2 separate regions of the Arachis hypogaea genome follow, and region 2 is linked to region 1. Evidence: chromatin contacts called from public Hi-C data. All regions are on one chromosome and are shown on one strand. The core of a region is the stretch at or near the end of the contact, and the rest is flanking DNA. Distances in the headings are between cores, read along the strand shown. Region 1 has its middle 11 kb from the start of LOC112706109. Region 2 holds the start of LOC112706110 (oxysterol-binding protein-related protein 1C).

What was found. A called contact is a pair of places that touch in the nucleus more often than the background predicts.
Region 2: a Hi-C map of an unstated tissue shows a contact between it and region 1, with 5 times the contacts expected there. The contact joins the promoter of LOC112706110 here to the enhancer-like site in region 1. A contact is called at or near these places in 2 of 8 Hi-C or Micro-C datasets (leaf and an unstated tissue).

The regions. Positions count from the first base shown.
Region 1 is chr8:11,532,085-11,538,507 of arahy.Tifrunner.gnm2.J5K5, reverse strand. No RefSeq gene overlaps it. Among protein-coding and RNA genes, the nearest start is that of LOC112706109, 11 kb to the right of the region's middle. Within about 2 kb of position 4,552, at least 2 of the 3 cell types and tissues checked have open chromatin away from gene starts, as enhancers often do.
Region 2 is chr8:11,601,180-11,607,416 of arahy.Tifrunner.gnm2.J5K5, reverse strand. LOC112706110 (oxysterol-binding protein-related protein 1C) reads right to left here and starts at 4,858. Exons shown (of 10, transcript XM_025757239.3): 1 at 3,603-4,858; 2 at 3,137-3,493; 3 at 1,912-2,011; 4 at 1,067-1,512; 5 at 792-947; 6 at 505-672; 7 at 283-423; 8 at 1-84. The coding sequence starts at 4,172.

The DNA.
Region 1 (6,423 bases), core at 3,303-5,802:
ATTACTACTCTAAGTGTGTTTCAACTCTAAACATGAATGAACCTTTCTCATCTTCTTGTAACAGATAATATACAATGTACAAAATCTTCCTTGTTGGCACTGCTTTAAATAGTTAAACATATCATCTATACAACTTACTTTTTAACATTTATGTCACATGAAATTCTCCAAACGCCTGAACTCATGTCGTTTATTATTATATGTGTTTCAAACTCATTCGATCACTTGTTATTTGGCATTATTCTCTGTATCTGTTTGCCATTTTTATTTTCTACTTTCTAACTTGAGGTGTAGGGTTATTTCACTTCCAAAGGAGGGGAAAATAAAGAAACAACCACTTGGTAATTTAAATTGAAAAAAATTTACGTACAGTTGTCTTTACGTAAAGTTATTAGTTAAAAGTCGTTAGATAATTTAACATATTTAACTAAATTGTTATCTATCGATTCCCAACTGTCAATTTTATATTAAGTCAACTACATGTAAGTTTTCACTTTTTACCATCCATTAAATTCTTCTATTTTTAATCATTTTTTTACAAAAAAAAAATTAAATATAAATGTGATATTCTTTCTCTTTCTAGCATTTAGGGATAAAAATTAAATATATTAGATTCGAAAAATCTTTTCTAAAAATAGAAAAATAACATTATAAAAAGCTAATTAAATTATTTTATTAATTAAATTTAAAAATTGAGTGAAGGATAAAATTTTAAAGAATGAGTATTATTTCTCTAATATCACATTTAATTCTAAATAAATAATAATTAAAATATAAATACATGTTATATTAAACAGTCAAATATATTAAATTATTATTAACTATAATCTGTTGGAATTTTTTTCAAAATTCTTTAACCCAAAGATCGTCCATGTTAAATCATTAAGAAATAAAACACTTTAATGCAGAAGCGTACTTGAATTCATAAATATGAATTATGATTGGAAGAGTCTCGATCTTGTAGTCTTTTGATGGAAAAAAAGCGATAAAGGCGGTTTTGATATATTGATGACCGAAACCTTGAAAGTACTGTTTATATTTGAGCATGACACCCATTAAACCCCAAAGTTCAAATAAAATAGTATCTAAAGTCCAAAAGATAATATATCTAAAATCTAAAAAATAATTATCTAAAGAATAAAAAATAATATATAGTTTTATTCTCATTTAATTCCAAATCAAAAGTAATAATAACTTATTCAATTTAACATTTATAACAATAAATAAAATTACTATTATATAAATTATTTAATTTGAAATAGTATAATTTATGATTATAATTAATATATGTATTGTTCACAAATAAATTAAAAAATTAAAATAATTTTCTAACATAATCTTCGTATAAAAATATTTTTAAATGAGTAATATTTTTACCGACATTGATATTGATGTATGTAATATAGATATATACACATGCGAGTATTGACATATCATATATCCTTTTCAAGGAAAGGATGATATTTCCTTAATGGAATTCATTTCATCATATTTAATGCATGACTAAATTTTACCAATATATATATATATATATATATATAGGGTAAAAGAAGCCACGGCATATAATACAGAGTGGGTTTGTGTCTTGTTCCGATCTCTCTCACAAGAAGCCTCATTAGTTTCATGTGACATAATGGTCCAAAATGGTGCAATGCTCCTAATGCCTCTCGTCACCCTCCATCTTCCACATATAAATATATATACACTTTAAGGTTGGTCGAGTGGTCAGCTCACTCGTCTGCTCGATTAAGTGTCGAGGATTCAAATTTCACTTTGTATATGCAGTAATTCATTGACTAGTGACAGATCCTTAAATAAAGCTTAAATTCGTAACGAATTAGTCATTCACTTGTTGAGTTAGGGGATACTATAAACAACAAAAAATATATATCCACTTTATTTATTACTTAATTATTTTATGACATTAACAAATGGATCTACATACACTAATAAGCTTAATCATTAATAAGCAATAATGTTGAATTTGTTGATCATATATTCATATATTAATATTCACATATGTTTTTTAAAAATGGGTGTTTAAGTGATTATAGATGGCATTATTTAAAAAAAAAGTCTAACTAGGTTAGTCAATAATAATTAATTAACTCGTTCGTTTAATTAAGTGTTATAAATTTAAATTTTAACTTGTGTGTGTAATAATTTATATGAAATGTTAGTTGTTTTTTAACTTTTAGCTTTTAACCAGCTTTTTTAAAAATTTATTATTATTTAATTAATTTATAAATATTCATTTTTACATATTAGTTGCTTACAAAATCAAAAGAACTATTTATTTTTTATTCTTTTTTTTCTAAAAATTGAATAAAAATAATATTTAAAAATTATTTAATTATACTATATATTAGTTAATAACAAATATTTAAATAAAATTTTAATCTGAATTTTTAATCCTTTAAACTAAGAAATAATGTGAGATACAAAAAAACGTAACTGTAATGACATCCCAAAATTTCCACCACTCTAGACTTTAAAGTTATCACATTTTCATTTGTCGTTGCTTAATTGGGAGAATGACAAGTTTAAAACCAAAGAAGATATACTAAAGAAAGAAAGAAATAAAGTAAAGAAAGTGGGTTGACAAAACAGCCATTACCACTTCTCATGCGTATTTATTTATTTATTATTTATCTTTTGGCTACTGTTGTTTTGGCAAGGGCTAATCAAATCAATGATTGTGAACACTCTCTTTTGATGATTATTTAACTTTAATGATTCAGTTAGTCATATCTACTTCGATAATGGCAAGATAATCATGTGTTTCTATTGTACAAGATTGAGAATATATGAAAGAGCTTTAGTAATCATATATTCAAACCATGCTTAAGATCTTAATAAAAGCTACTCTAATTAATTAAATAATACTTTCTCATTGGTTCAATTAGTTCAACACTCATGCTCACTCAACAATCTAAAATATTTATAATGCTAGAAAAAAAATTATAATTTATTTTATTTAATATTTAATAAATATTAAATAAGATAAAATTTGGTTATTTTTTGTTAATTTTTTTATTATTAAATATTTCTGATAAAATATATATTATAGAAAAAGGAGTTTGAAATTTTTGTGTGATGATTAAACATCAATTTTAATATATTCTTGATCACTTTACAAGCTAACATTTTTGTTTTATAAGATTAAATGAGCCAAATTTAGACCAAAAATAGCCAAATTTAATTATGTTTAAGTAATGATTTTAATTAAATAAAAATTCACATGTAATTTTTTTGCATGAAGTTAATAGTTATAAATTATTAAATAATAATTTAATTAAATATATTAAATTATTTAATTTCATATAAAGATAAGAGGGCTGTTACACATACAAGTCTTTTTGGCTTACAAGTCATACAAGTTGGCACAAGTCCAACAAAACACACGCATTACACTTCCACATTCAAGAATAAATAAACGCACGTTATTCAACCACTTCCTGTTTCCAAAGCGCACTACTCACCATACATTATGAATGACTCTTCTTCTTCTTCCTCTATGAAAACGAGTTTCTTGTCAAATTTGAAGATAATGGAACTTCAGAAATACACCCAAACGATTACAGAAATACACCCAAACGGTTACAGGAATTCACCCAAACAATTATAGAAATACACTCAAAGGATTACATAAATACACCAAAAGGATTACAAAACTATACCCAAAGGATTTAAGAAATACACCCAAAATTCGTTGAAGTACACCTTATGCATAATTCAGAACTCTTTCTCTTTCTCCTCCTCATCTTTTGCTGCTTCTTCTTTTTCAAAAATGATTTCAGAGTTTGATGTCAAAAAACAATGAAAATCGAGAATAACGAAAAAAGAAAATAGAGAGAAAAGCACGTAAATAAAGAAGGAGAAAGAGAATGCAAGAAACGAAAGAAAAAAAGAAGAAGAAGAAAAAGAAGAAGAAGAGGAAGAAGAACGTACAGCAAGAAGAAGAAGAAGGTGCAGAGAAAAAAATAATGGAAATCGAGAATAACGAAAAAAGAAAATAAAGAGAAAAACACGTAAATGAAGAAGAAAAAAGAGAAGGTAAGAAAGGAAAGAAAAGAAGAAGAAGAAGAGGAAGAGGAAGAAGAACGTACAGTAAGAAAAAGAAGAAGGTGCAGTGAAAATGAATGTGTAGTATAGTTCAAAGCGCGTTATAACTTATAAAGACTTGTATAAAAAAACGCTTGTATGTGGAGAATTATTTTATAGATAAATGATGTGAAGTTTCATCCATTAAGTAGTTCAAATGAAAATCTTTGTAGACCAAAAAAAGAAGAAAAGATAAAGCATCTTTAATAAACAAGGACATAAGGTTAATGATAAGTGTAATAGTGAATGTACTATGCATGGTGTCTTATTCGGCCTCCAACTCCAACTTTCTTACCATATAAAATATAAATAAATATTGTTTTATTGTTGTGTTGAAGTCACAAGTAATTAAGTTAGGCCCACCAAAGGCCTGCTCCCCCATGTGATCATAGCAAAGGATCTTTGACTAATCTTCTTTTGTGTTTCTTTTTCCATTAATCATAAGTAATTATTATGGCTCACCAAATTTATTACAAATAACATAACATAACATACACTGCAGGCCCTGTCTCATGATCTGAATTCTCAGGCATACATATCCCATTCTCTCTTTTGTGTTGTGTTTGTCTTTCACTCAGATGCTTCTTAATTAACCTATTTAATAATTTCTTTCACTTTAATTGTTTCACATTTTCTTATTTGTCGTCACTTCCCAATTTTCATTGGAAGCAGACGTGTAAATTGTACCTTGTGCAATGCAAGATCAGAGTCGTACTATTATTTGTACACAATAATAATAATAATAATTTTATATTATAAAAAAAAATTTAAATGTATTAAAAATACCAATGTTTTAATTATTTTAACTATTGATTTTAAATTAATATTATATATATATATTTTATAATTTAGATCAACGGTTAAAACAATTGAAACATTAATATTTCTGATATACTTAAAACTCTTCCTATATTATATACATATATTAAATTTGTCTTAAAAGGAATATGTGAAATGTTATCAAGAATGGATTACAAAATGAAAAAAGAAAACTTTTAATTTTTTCCCTCATGTTTATATAGTGCCATATTTTTAAAATACATAAGCATCAACATTCAAATGGCATAAAATTTTTTTTATTAATGTATGCTTTTAAAAAAAAATTATTGCATAATTTTCAAATAAAATATTTTGACAGTAAAAATTTAAATCACTAACAATTCAATCATAAAAAAATAAAACTAATTCGATATTAATCAATGATGGGTAAATTTGACAAAATATCCAAAATATTCAATCAGCTATCTATTTGAATAGTTTTATTGAACTAACTTAATTTTTTATAAACATAAAGTTAATTTTTATTTTTCATAGTTAAAATTAGTAGTGCTTAAATCTTTTATGATAAAAAATTATAATTTACTCTCAACAAAATGAGATAAAAAAAATTGTGTATAGAAAGATAAGTATTGAAAAAGTAAAAATAGCAAAGTTTTTGTTTTTTCAATGTGTCAATATTATAAGAAAATTTTGTGTAAATGACTAAAATAGTACATAAAAACTCTATGTTGCTAACAAAAATAATTCTAAAAGATATAAGAGACAAATAAATTTTTGAAAAATTAAAAAATGTGATGAAAAAATATTTTTCTCTTTAGTAGCAAATATATTTTGTACATACGACTTACACATTTTTGTAGAACATTTGAATACTTATTTTAAAGGAGCATGCGAAAAATTAGAGAAAAATTCAACCACTAGACCACATTTTCATTTTTTTAAATTTTTTCAATCATTAAAAAAAATCACGAAAACAATTTATTTTGTATAAACTTCAAAATTATTAAATTTTAAGAATAAAAATATTATTTTCTAATCATACTTACAAAAAATTATATCAAAATTTAATATCTAAAACTATTTTTGAGAATATATATGTTTTTTTTTTAAATTTGTTTATGATTCGTATTTTTGATATTATTTTTCTCAGAAATATAAATTTTTGGGTAATACTTTATTACTTTACCCAACAGCTTTTAAACCAAATACAAATATTACTATTAGGTGCAAAATATGGACATAAATATAACATCTCATGTTTAAATATATGTACAACAAAAATGAATCTCTTCAATTTGGTTCCAAATATAAACATACTCAAATGAGTGTGACATCCACTAACTTTATTAACGCTTGTCTTCAAATATTAGGCGTTATTATTAGCCTTAATTATCAAAGAAAATTTTCCAAAACATGAGAACATGCAAGCAGTTTGAAATTCAGTGGTGTGAAATTACAAAAATTATTTTTAATATGGAAATGAGATGGTATTTTAGTTGAATATTAATATTTAAAATATATTAAATCATAGTGTTTCAA
Region 2 (6,237 bases), core at 3,609-6,108, 69 kb before region 1:
GTTAACATAATGCATGCTTTCATCCCATTTTCCAAACAAAGTAGATACTGTTTTCCCATTCCTATCTTGAACGATACCATGGACCTAAAAACAAAGGCAACCCATAATAAGACAATTTATCTGCAATAAAACTTCACATATATGCCCACAAATAGCAAGGGTCTCACTATTTTTCCCAAAAATAAATAAGCCCACTGATGCAAAAGTGTGCATACGAGGAACCCTAGAAGAAATATATTAATTGAAGGGGGAAAGAAATTTCATGTAGTAGATTAAAAATACCTGGTGAGGATTTCGATCAATTATAGACTGTTCCTTGAATTTCAGCTTACATGAATATTCTTGGTTTCCCTGTATACGCATTGTTCCATAGTGATCACAGTACAGCTTTCCTAATATAAGATTGTATATTGATGTAGTAACCTGGAAGAACAAGTGAACTTCAGTTTTGAACAAAACAAGATATCAAATCAGTTGAAGAAGTTTAAAACTTATTAAATGCACCTTGCTCCACTGGAAAACCTCCCCATCCTCAAATTCCAAGGTCAAAGTACCGACAGGGTCAAGCTGAATTGATCGGCCCCAAAATTTGCTCTTTAAGTTGCTATCCCCCCAAAATTTCCAACCTGTACCCTCACAGTGACACGCAACTATCATTGGGTGATGACTGACCTGAGATAGATATGTAAGGTTAGGTCAATCAGAGAGGAAAATTAAGGAAATCTTTTTATTTGATTGAGATGAAAATATGTAGTACATCAATAACATCACTATGTTGGGAAAGATCAGACCTTTTCTGAGAAAAATCGAAGGCCTTTGTCTGGAAAATTAGCTTCATATGTTTCCCCGAGTAATGGATTAAATGGTTTGCAAACTCTTCCATCAGTTGAAGCATAACCAGATACAGCAAAAGCAGCAACACAGAGAATCCTCATGAGGCTATTACCCTGAGAAGAATGCAACCATAACCACATTCAAAGAACTGTCAGTAAGAAAAACTCTATGCCGGCAAAAAAAATGCAGACTTGCATCGTAGTAGAGACCTGTCGGCCAAATCTGGACTTACCCTTCTTCCCCATTCATATGCTTGGTCCAGCAGATGTGAATATTCCATTTCTTCAAAACATTTTTGCAGGGAGGAGAGTGGCTCATTAAAATAAACAGGGAGGCAAACTTTAGTTAGATCCTTCCCTATATTATCCTTAATCATTGACCAGAGACTCACACCTTTCTCTTTCTCTACAGGATCAGGCAATTTCTTACGCCGCTTAATATGAGGGTAATTGCTTCCAACAGATCTAATGGCTGGATCTACATCATCCTCCGATTCGAATGCATAGAACCCATCATCATCAGAAGAGAAAGATGATACTCTATAATCAGACCCATTACTTTTGAAAGAACTGGACGATAGAAAATCGCGGGTGTCAAAAAAGGCATTGTCTTCATCATCTGTTTCTTCTTCTGCAGCATCATTTCTCTCGTTATCATCCTCAGATTCACTTGCACTTCCTTCTGAATCAAAAAATAGGAAAATGAAATTCAAAGTTGTAGAAAGATCATTTAGGTCAAAACATCTGTATAGCATCAGGTATGAGGAGTCATCATGAACTATCGGACTATATATATATATATATATATATAGAGAGAGAGAGAGAGAGAGAGAGAGAGAGAGAGAGAGAGAGTTCAGAAAGGCAGTGGAAAGGAGGGAACATCCGTGCATCATACAACAACTTCAAACCGAGGGTACATCAACATTAACCTTGCTGCTAATGCAGAAATGTCTCAGTTCCAACCATTATCACTGAAGGAGGCCACAAGACCATAAGAAATGAGCTACGACTAAAGACTTGCCAGTTAATCAAAAGGGAGCAATAATGCCTAACAGCATGCCATTCTACAAAAACTTACCACTAGATTTTTCCTGCCTTAATGTGGAGGAAGTCTCTTGATCATTCCACTGTCTTTGGCTCTCATCAACAACTGTATTTTCCAGATCGACCTTTTCTGTCTACAATAGAATGATATAAATAGAAGTTTGTTAATAAAAACGAAGAAAAAGCAAATGCAATCCTTAATATGCCCAAAAAAAAAAAAAACTGCATTCGAACACAAAAGATCAAGGCTTGCCACAGTCGATCAAAAGAATTTTATAATCAAGGGGAAACCCGTGAAAATGCTGGATTTAAACATCAATGACTACATTCATATCTTCAATATAGGATTTAATGGGTCTAATTGTAGAAAAGGATAAAAAAATATTCATCTTATATAGGTCCTAGCCAGCTCTTTTACCCATGAAGGAAGATAGCACCACAGGTTCTGCACGATGTTGTCTGCCAGAAAAAGTAGTACATTTTCCACACAGGTTTGGGGGTGAAATGAGACTTAATCTTCTAAGTTTTCTCTAATTATTCAAGAACACTGAAATTTAGATGTCAACTTAGCATTGGTGTGGATCATCTGCATGGCCTTTAACTTATAAAAAAATGAGCACAACAGAACAACAGACATAAGTCTGATGACAAATTTATATAAATTTAGCATTTAGTTGAACATGCAGGCATAATTCTGCTTTGATCCTGCCAATAAGAATAAAAGGAAAAAGAAGGAACTTTGAAACTTCATGTTAACTGTCAATTAATCATAGCCAACTTTGTAGACAGAATTGTACCAAACTCCTGCCTCTTGCATCTATACTAGAAATTACAGATTCCAACGATGAATACATACAAGACATGGAATTTATTGTGTTCACTCAGTACAAGGGGAGTAAACTGACAGAATTATACTACAGTCTATGGTTACGGAGGCACTTTATCTATCTAATGAACTATAGAAACTAGAAAGTAGCCTACAACTTTTGACTTTCAGAGATGAACGTACAAAAGTATAATCCAAGGAAAAATTAAAAAAATCTGTGGCGTCCCCTGACTTAATAAAGGGGATAAATAGAAATTGAAGAACCAGATTCGCATGAAAATTGAATCCCCCAAAACACGAGTTTATCACCTTCAAATTTTAGGAAATACTAACCAAATGAAATCTAAATGAAAAAGGAGAACACCAAATTCGATTGGCATCATTCATTCATCAAGTGCTGTGCATTTCTACTCTTTTTGATTGGACGGTGTACCTCTAAGTGGCGCAATGTGTCAATGAGCATTGACTGCTTCTGCTTGAGGAGCTTAAGCTGGTTCTGCAGCGCCGCAAACTCTGTCCTCATGATCTGCTCGCTATCCTGAATGGCAGCCTCACTCACCCGTTCTTCTAGAAGCCTCTGCCTCAGCTTCTCCGTCGAGACGCTCACATTGTCCACCGGCGCCATCAGCTCGCTGTTCGAGATCCTTGGGAACATGTCCTTCACCGCTTGCAGCGCCTCCATCCACGCCGTCCGATCCTCTCTCGTCTCTGCCCTCAGGTGCATCCTCTTCGTTCCCGTGAACACCGAAAACCTCTTATCATCGGATTTGCTCTCTCGAATCGTCGAAACCTACACGCAAAGAAATTCACACAGAGAAATAATAATTAAAAATAAAAATAAAACAGAGAGAACGAAAATTCAGTATGAAACCCAAACTAGAGTGAAAAATCGGAAAAACCTTGAGGTGGATTTCACCGAAGGGCTTTCGACGGTGGTGTTGGGATTGGGAATTGCGGTTGCGAGAGATCCTGCGCATGGATTCCTCGCCGATGACCTTGGAGCCCTTCTCGGTCTCGGGATTCACGACGATCTTATCAGGACCGTGAATCTTATAGTAGGAGAGAACGCCGTCTTGGAGCACGAACCACCGTGGCCTCCATCCTTTGCCATAATTCACCCACTTGTACAGTATTCCCGAGATTCCATTTCCGACGAGGTCGTTGATCTTCACATCAACCACCACCGGCGGCGGCGGTTGCTCCCGCTGCTGTTGTTGCTGGCTCCCCCGCCCGTGGTCTCCGTTGTTATTATTGTTGTTGTTGTTGTGGTTGTTGTTGCTGCTGCTGCCACCGCCGGCGGAGTGGTTGCTGCCGTAACTGTGGCTATGACTGTGGCGTGGGGCTGAATCGGATCTGACGGCAGCGGAGGGGAGAGGAGGCATGGTGAAGTCCGCGAAGTGAGCCGCGGGCGTAGGTTTTACCGGAGAAGACTGGTCGGAGACGGCGGATACGCAGCAAAAAGGATGCATGTGTGCGTGAGATTTTTTTTTAAGCGGCGTTAGTGCGAAGGGGAATCGTTGAGTTGGATGGCGGCGCAGCCGGTAACGGCGGAGGTTGAAATATGCTTCATGCTATAGAGAGCGGTCAGTATCAGAGAGGAAAGCACACGCGATACGGAAGATATGAGAAGTTTTATCCGAGGCGGAATTCGCGTGAGATAAAAACGGTTACGACTCAGCAGAAGAAGATTTTAAGTAAATAGATAATAAATAAATAATATATATAATTATACACATTTATTTTTCATTTATGAAATTAAATATAAATATTAATATTGAATGTTATGGTTAATACTTAATAGTAATTAATTAAGAGAATTAGAAAAGAGAGGGTGTGATTTGGATAATTGGTTGTTGTATTTGAGAAAGAAAGGAATCAGGGAAGGGGGAGAGGGTTTTTTTTTTCCGGTGCAATGAGGTGGCAGTGTGGAACAAGTAACAGGAAAAAGGAAGAGAGAGAAAGAAAAGTGAAGTGTGGAAGGAAACAAAGGAAGAAAGTAGAAAACCGAAGGGGTTGGAATTAGATGCCACTCTTGTTCTTCTTCTTCTTCTGTAATTATAGTTACGAGGGGGAAGGTTGGGGTGAGAATTATGATGACGATTGACTCGTCGCACGAACCTTGTTGTTGTGTTTGTTTGTTCTCTATAGTATCTGTGCCCAAATTTGAGGGGGAAAGGGCCGGGGAGGAGTATGATTGTGTACGGCGAGGGTGCAGGGTGAAAGTGAGAGCAGGATCAATCACTCAATCAGAGCGTGACACGTGGGGTGTAACTGTGGGGACATGTGGAAGCTGCTGAAAGGAGAGGACTTGCTGGTTTTGTGGGGAATCAAAATCCAGTTTAGGATTGTGGGAGTTAGGGTCAGCTACTCTGGGGGAGTTTGTTGTTCGTTTTAAACTTGATACCGCTGATTTTATTAAACAGTTAGATTTAAATTTTTTTTATAAATGTTTTTTATATAGTGTACAATTATATCTATTTTTTCGAATGATTATTCATGTAGTTAATATAAAAGAGAGTTGATATGACATCAAAATTAAATTTTTAAAAAAACTTACAAAACTTATTAGATCGACTTGTTAAAATATTTTTTTGTAAAAATAAATTATTCTTAATTTAGACTTTTAACTATTTATTCATATTAAATATAAAATAAAATAAAAAAATAATAATTAAAACTAGTTAAAATTGTAAAATTTTTTATTTTAAAAAATATTTATAATTATAAATTGTAAACATAGTTATAATATATAAATAAATTATACTTTAAAAATTATTAATTATAAATTTTAGAATATATTTAATATTAATTTAAATTTTTTAAATTTATTATTTTAAATTATAATTTACAAAACAAACTTTTTAAATAGATTCGTAAATTTGTCAAAATTTAAAAAAGAAAATTAGCTTCGAATTTGAAAAAACCTATAAAAAATAATAAATTTAAACTTAGATTATTTTTGTTAAAAAAAAAACAAAATTTAAATTATCTATTTTTATAATATAAATCAAATTCATTTAAAATAAAATTCGACTCAACGCAACTAGCTCCGTTTTTAACTCCAGTGGGAATGGGATCGCTGATTTGACTTTTGGAGGATATGGTCAGAAAAGAAGAGAACTGAACCCAAACCCCAAATCTAACCTGATTAATTAGCAGCCATAATATGCAAACCAAACGAGGAATATTTTTATTTTCCATATTTGACTCTTTTTTAAATCCTTACATTGCTGACAGCTCCCCTCGTTAAAGAGGTATAAAAATGAAAGAATTTTATTGACAAACAAATTCTTGTACGTTTAGTGTTGTTGAAAAATTTAAATCGTCTTTTTGTTTTGCTATTTTTAATAAATATTCTTAGAATTATCATTAATAAGATCTAATTTTTAGTGATATTTAGTGTTTGTATAAATTTCATTATCTTGATAAAAAAAATTTAATAATTTTTTTTATTTTTTAATGTATTTGACAAATTTTTAGTAGTAAAAATAAAAACACTAAAAAGATATATCTTTTTTAAAAAGTTGTAATTTA